2 separate regions of the Pan troglodytes genome follow, and region 1 is linked to region 2. A link is a contact called in public Hi-C data. All regions are on one chromosome and are shown on one strand. Each heading gives the region's core, a stretch centred on a gene start, on an enhancer-like site or on the middle of the called end of the contact. The rest is flanking DNA. Distances are from core to core; before and after follow the strand shown.

What was found. A called contact is a pair of places that touch in the nucleus more often than the background predicts.
Region 1: a contact with region 2 is called in a Hi-C map of induced pluripotent stem cells, with 2.5 times the contacts expected there. The contact joins two enhancer-like sites. A contact is called at or near these places in 3 of 7 Hi-C or Micro-C datasets (induced pluripotent stem cells and stem cell-derived neural progenitor cells).

Annotation. Positions count from the first base shown.
Region 1 is chr22:35,221,964-35,225,727 of NHGRI_mPanTro3-v2.0_pri, forward strand. No RefSeq gene overlaps it. Among named protein-coding and RNA genes, the nearest start is that of KCNE1, 51 kb to the left of the region's middle. Within about 2 kb of position 2,123, at least 4 of the 24 cell types and tissues checked have an H3K27ac peak or open chromatin away from gene starts, as enhancers often do. A contact at or near this core is called in induced pluripotent stem cells, where this site is marked.
Region 2 is chr22:35,149,692-35,153,171 of NHGRI_mPanTro3-v2.0_pri, forward strand. No RefSeq gene overlaps it. Among named protein-coding and RNA genes, the nearest start is that of SMIM34, 17 kb to the left of the region's middle. Within about 2 kb of position 2,085, at least 1 of the 24 cell types and tissues checked has an H3K27ac peak or open chromatin away from gene starts, as enhancers often do. A contact at or near this core is called in induced pluripotent stem cells, where this site is marked.

The DNA of each region.
Region 1 (3,764 bases), core at 873-3,372, 72 kb after region 2:
CGCGCCCAGCCTGGGGTTTTTTAATTTTTACTATTTTTTTTTAATAGAAAGCATGCAAAAAGAGACGACACAGTCATTGGACAGTATTACAAAAAAATAGTCATAGAAGTGAATATAAATGATGCAAAATGCAATACAGCTAGAGTTCCTTCTTCACCCTTTTCATTGATATGTTCACCCAAGTGTTCTCACACATAGAAGCAGGTGGTTTTCTTTACTACAGTAGTATAGTTTGGAGTGTTTATGCTTCACTAATGGTACAAAATCAGCTGAGAAAAGATTTAAATTGGTGTTTTAATTATCCAGTGTGATAACAAACCACCTAAAAATGTAGTGGTATAAAACAACTACTGCGTATTTTCTCACACTACTTTGTGGAGGTTTAAAAACACCACAAATTCATCACCTTGGTTTCTGTGGGTCAAAACAACCCAAATTCATCATCTCGGTTTCCATGGGTCAGAACTGCAGGTACGGGTTGGCTGGGGTCTCTGCTCAGGGTCTCACCAGGTTGAAATCAAGGTGACAGCCAGAGCTGTGGTCTCATCTGAACTAATGCAGAACTCACCAGAGCACATGTAGTGTTGGTAGAATCCATTTCCTTGTGGTTGGAGGACGGAGGTGTCCTCTTCCTTGCTGGCTGTTGGCCGGGGGCCATCCTCAGCTCCTGGAGGCTGCCCTCAAGTCCTGGCCACATGGCCCCCCAGTCTCACCTTGTGGCAGCTCCAGGCCAGCAGGGGACACCACTGCTCCCTCCAGTGTCCTCTCAGGGTTCACCTGATTCAGTCAGGCCCATCAGGATAATCTTCCTTCTTTTTTTTTTTTAACTTTTTTTGTTGTTGTTTTTGAGACAGAGTCTCGCTCTGTCACCCAGGCTGGAGTGTAGTGGCCCAGTCTCAGCTCACTGCAAGCTCCGCCTCCCAGGTTCATGCCATTCTCCTGCCTCAGCCTCCCCAGTAGCTGGGACTACAGGTGCCCGCCACCATGCCTGGCTAATTTTTTGTAATTTTAGTAGAGACAGGGTTTCACCACATTAGCCAGGATGGTCTCGATCTCCTGACCTCATCATCCGCCCGCCTCGGCCTCTCCCAAAGTGCTGGGATTACAGGCGTGAGCCACCACGCCTGGCCCCTTTTTCAACTTTTATTTTAGGTTCAGGAGTACATGTGCAGGTTCATTATTGGGGTAAACTTGTGTCATGGGGGTTTGTTGTACAGATTATTTCGTCACCCAGGTACTAAACCTAGTACCCAGTAGTTATTTTTTTCTGATCCTCTTTCTCCTCCCACCCTCCACTCTCAAGTAGCCACTGTGTCTGTCAATCATCCTTCTTGATAAACTCAAAGTCAAACGAGCCCAGGTCTTACCTACATCTGCAAAATCAATTTTTCCTATAAAGGAATGTAATCACAGAAGCACTGTCCCACAGTAGTACGAGTGCTGAGCCGTTGTAGGCAGAGAGGGTTGTCCTGCCCACACTCAAGGGGAGAGAGTGCAGGGCCAGTTCACCCCTCATGCGGAAGTGGAAGTGCTGGGGGCTCACTTCGTGCTCTGCTCACCACAACTCCAAACTCACAACTTTATTCCCACCAATCCCGTCCCCTCCAGCCCAGGGGGCACACACTCCAGCAGGACTTCAGCTGAGCCCAGGGAACGCTTTGCTGACTGGTGATGAGGGACCTACCTCTTCACACCCATGACACCCACCCGCTGAGCCCCTCACCGGGGCTCCGAAGGCCCTGGTCAGGTCACCTCTGGTCTCACTTTCCATTCTCCCCTCCTTCCTCCCCTCCAGCCACAGGGTCCTTCTCGATGTGCCCAGACATGGTGGGTGCACACTTGTCTGACAGCCTCTCTTCTTTTCCCTTTGCTTGGAATGCTCTCTTCCCAGTTACCAAAGATACTCAAGCTCTCTCCCCAATTTCCTTCAGGCCCTTGCTCCAAAAGCTCCTTCCGGGTGAAGCCTCCCCTCCCATCCTCCTTAAAGCTTCAGCCTCTACCTGGGACACTTCCTCCCCCACTGCCTGCCTCCTTTAAACTCTCCTTAGTCCTCTTGCAGCCCACACAGCTCAACACAGGCAGGAGGGGGCGCTGCTGCCCTGGCTGGTGTGCAGCCGCCAGAGGCTGAAGCTCACTGACGTCTGTCTGGGGCCCAGGATCGCCTTCCTTGATTCCAGCTCTCTCAGGCTGTCAGGACCTGGCGCTGGGAGGCACTAGGCCATGCCCTGGCCTGAGGTCTTCTCTCTCCCTCTTTGCCCTGTGTCTCTGCAGGGGAGCCCGGCCCTGCCCCTGGGAGGGTGGGGGCAGACGTGTGGAGAGTGGGTGTACAAGGCCAGGGTTTGCCAGGCCCAGGACAGCCTGGCACCTGTCAATGGATGAGCGCCTCTCCCTTAGCCTGATGTCAGGGTGGGCATGAGGGTGGGAGCAGAGGGTGCCTAACTGAGGAAAGGGTCTGTGCAACCCCCTTCTCCTACCAGTTCTCGTTTCTGAAGGCTCCTCAAGCACACTGCGGTGTCCACACCATTGGCAGCAGGCTCCTTCTCTTCAGGTGGTCTTAGGAACTTCTCAGAACTTTTTGAGTTATCCTTCTGGTCTCTTCCTCCTGAGCACGGTTCTCCTGGTTGAGCTCCAGGCCATGCCATTCAACGCCCTCCAGGACAGGCCGAAGGGCTTGTCTGTTTGGTGGTTGCTAAGGTTTGAAAAAAGCCAGTTGGAAACTTAATCCCCAAAGCAACAGTGTTGGGAGGTGGGACCTAATGGGAGGTGTTTAGTCATGAGGGCTCCACCCTTATGAATGGATTCTCTCTCTCTTGTTCTCTCTCTCTCTCTCTCTTCCCGCCCTGCCCACCCCTCCTTCCTCACCCTTGTGATACCTTCCACCATGTCGTGGCAAGAAGGCCCTTGCCAGATGTGGCCCCTCCATCCTGGTCTTCCCAGTCTCCAGAACCATGAGCCAAATGCATTTCTGTCTGTTACAAATTATGTAGGGCATGGTTTTCTGTGATGAACACAGTGCTATACCAGGGCCCTCTTGCCAAGACAGCCAAGACAGCTTATAGGAGCCTGCATGTGAGGACCCGACGTCCTACAGAGCAGCAGTTAGAGGTCTGGCCTTCTGGATAGGCACTGCCCTGCCCTGCACACAGGACCTTGGTGGGGCATGATGGGGCTCTTCACCACGCTGCCCTCATTTTAGGAGGTGGGCAACCCTTTCTCCCCCTTCTCCATGTGCTTCTGCAGTTGGAAGAAGTGAGGGGGGTTCAGACACACTTAAGCTGAGCTTAGAGCAAAGCATGTCCCTCAAAGTGACCTTGCCACATGGCCTGAACCTAGAATTCCCCTGACCAGGGTGGACAGCCATCACCATGGGCCTGTCTGCCTGGCCTTGTATGGCTCTCCTTCGAACTCACCTAGACCCTTGCATCAAAGGACTCGGGGACTCTGCTGCAGTCATCCTAGCACGGTCGAGAGGAGTAGGAAGGTGCCCAGTGGCTCAGCCTTTAAGGAGGTCTATTGGTCACCATTGCTTCTGCCTTCTTGAGAACCATCACCCTCGGAGGATCCGGTAGTGTATCCCAGTCAAGTGTCAAATGCGTTGTTCCCTGGAGAGGAAGACTTATTTCCAGAAAGTACTCTGACGTTTTGTAATTTGTGATTTCTATCACTGGCTCAGTGGCCTACCCACTGCTCAGCTCATGTGGCATGACCAGGCTGGGGCGTCGGGCCATCTTGTTCTCTGGGTGTGTGGCAACACTGGTTTATGG
Region 2 (3,480 bases), core at 835-3,334:
TTTTTTTTTTTTTTTGAGACGGAGTCTCACTTTTATCACCCAGGCTGGAGGGCAGTGGTACGATCTTGGCTCACTGCAACCTCCACCTCCTGAGTTCAAGCGATTCTCCTGCCTCAGCCTCCTGAGTAGCTGGGAATACAGGCACCCGCCACCATGCCCAGCTAATTTTTGTTTTTAGTAGAGACGGGGGTTTCACCACATTGGCCAGGCTGCTCTCGAACTCCTGACCTCAGGTGATCCACCCACCTCTGCCTCCCAAAGTGCTGGGATTACAGGTGTGAACCACCGCGCCCTGCCACAAATGTCTTAAACAGATAGAAATATGCTCATCCTCACTCATAATCATATACATGCAAATTAAAATTATCAAGAGATTTCATTCAACTACCAGTAGATGAGTAAAGATCAACTGTAAAATGGGGCTACTCGCAGAGCCTCCTCCACAGTTTAGTTCATGTATCTAAGGCAGTGTCAGAATGGTGTCTGACACGGTGAAGCTCATAGAGGTCAGTTATTATTATTGGCATGCTTAAGGATAATTGGCATTATTAAGATGTATACCGTATATACCTTCTGTTCAGTCATTCATCTACTAAGAATTTGGGGGACTTAGGTATGAGCCTGTTTACAGGGCATAGTCATTGACCCATTGTCTCCATTGTTTGTAACAGCAAAAGATTGGAAACTACATAAATGCTCATTGAGAGAGAACTGATTAAAGAGAGTATGAAGATCCATGCAATGGGCTCCTGTGCAAGCATTGAAAGAAATAGGAAGTGGCCGGGCGTGGTGGCTCACACCTGTAATCCCAGCACTTTGGGAGACTGAGGTGGGTGGATCCTGAGGTCAGGAGTTCGACACCAGCCTGGCCAACATGGTGAAATCCTGTCTCTACTAAAAATACAAAAATTAGCAGGGTGTGGTGACGGCGAGGGGCCTGTAGTCCCAGCTACTAAGGAGGCTGAGGCAGAAGAATCACTTGAACCCATGAGGCAGAGGTTGCAGTGAGCCGGGATTGCACCATTGCACTCCAGCCCGGGCAGCAGAGTGAGACTCAAAAAAAAAAAAGAGAAAAAGAAAGAAAGAAAGAAAGAAAGAAAGAAAGAAAGAAAGAGAGGGAGGGAGGGAGGGAGGGAGGGAGGGAGGGAGGGAAAGGAAGGAAGGAAGAAAAGGAAAGGAAAGAAAAGGAAAGACAGGCATGGTGGTGCACACCTGTAGTCCCAGCTACTTGAGAGGCTGAGAGGGGAGGAGGCCTTGAGCCAGGAGTTTGAGGCCACAGTGAGCCGTATCACACCACTGCACTGCACTCCAGCCTGGGCAACATAGCGTGACCTTGTCTCAAAAAACAAAAGAACAATCTTCCATATGTTGCTAAATAGGGGGAAAATAAGTATGGTGCCCATTGGTGTGTGCCGTGTGCCATCATTTGTATATAAAAGCTGGATATTCTTGTATGTGCATAAAATATTTCTGAAAGGAGACATAAGAATCCCTTTATTACCTCTAGGCAGTATTTTAAAAAATGGTTTATTTGTTTATTTTTACTATGTGTCTATTATCTATTGAAAAGGTAAATTATTTTTTTAAGTGTCAAGAGTTTACAACAAACATATTAACTCTTTCAGGGAATCAGCTGTTTCTGTGAGAGTATGTTTGCAATTCTCGCTTCAAACATTTTATTAAATTGGTTTTAACTTCCATCTGTGTGCCTGATGTGCCTGATTTGCATCTTCTTGCAGGAATGTTCCCCTGTATAAGAGAAACAAGCTCTCCCTCTCTGCGATCTATTGAAAGTCAGCTCTCAACACAAGGTTTGTAAAATAATCATCATAATTTAAAAAAGAAAAGTTTTTTAGAAGAAAAAATAAAAGAAAAAAAGAAACATGCTGGCTCACAATCAGACAGCGAAGTAAACTGCATGTTCAAATTGTCCTGACTTTAACCCAAAAAGCCCTGTGAAATTCAGTGATTCAGTCTCCCTCTGTTTCAGCACCCCCGGCATTGCTGGTGTAGACCTGTAGGCTCTGGAAGCATGCTCCGAAGTCACTTTGGGACCTGCGGGATTCTTGCACCGCAGGGCTACGTAGTACCCATGGATGCTCTGCCCCCCTGTGGCGAGAAGCTTCCATAACAATGGGGCCACCGCCAAGGAGCCCCCACAGACGGATTCCCCGGGTGTCTAGGCCAAGGGTTTTCAATAGAGGGCGCCAATGAGGCAGCCGGGAGCTATGTACGGAATGGGAGCTATGTATGCTAGAAAGCATAACAACAGTCAGATCTGTGGATCTGACACATGCACATACGTAAGCAATTGTATATGAAAGCAGTCAAACAAGTAAGTGCTTAATTCTGGGCTTAGTGATAGTTACTTGTTAGCTTTTTTAAAAAACAAACAAACAAACAAACAAACAAATTCTGGTATTTTACATTTAGACAAAATTCTCCCAAAGAACCGTGGCATCTGTTGAGCCAGGGCCTGCCTCAGTCTGACTGAGGGAGTTCCCACGGTGCGTGGGAACCCGTGGCTCCTGTGCTTGGGTGCCCCAGAAAGTGCATCCGTAAGGCCATAGGGGGCCAAAGGGACCACATTTAGCCACATAGTCGAAAACTTCGGGATGATTCTAGAACAGAGGTCAGCACACTCTTTTCTGCAGAGAGACAGGTAGTAAATATTTTTGGATGTGTGGTCCATACGTTCTCTATCACAAGGACCCAACTCGGCCTTTGCAGCATGAATGCACCCATGAATAGTATTAATATAGAAACCAAGAGTGTGTCCGTGTTCCAATAACACTTTATTTACAAAAACAGGTGGTGGGTGTGGTGGTTAATACTGAGTGCCAGCTTGATTGGATACAAAGTATTGATCCTGGGTGTGTCTGTGAGGGTGTTGCCAAAGGAGATCAACATTTGAGTCAGTGGGCTGGGAAAGGCAGATCCACCCTTCATCTGGGTGGCCACCAACGAATCAGCTGCCAGCTCGGCTAGAATACAAGCAGGCAGAAAAATGTGAAAAGGAGAGACAAGCCTAGCCTTCTAGCCTCTATCTTTCTCCTGTGCTGGATGCTTCCCGCCCTGGAACATCGGACTCCAAGTTCTTCAGTTTTGGAATCAGACTGGCTCTTCTGGCTTCTCAGCTTGCAGACAGCCTATTGTGGGACCTTATGATTGTGTGAGTTAATACTTAATAGACTCCTGTTTATATTATGTGTGTGTGTGTGTATATGTGTGTGTGTGTGTGTGTATACACACATATACTGGAATATATATATACATATATACATATATACACATACATATATACACATATACATATATACACATATATACACATATACATATATACATATATACACATATACATATACATATATACATATATACATATACATATATACACAAATATATACATATACATATATACACATATACATATACATATATACATATATACATATACATATATACACATATATATAC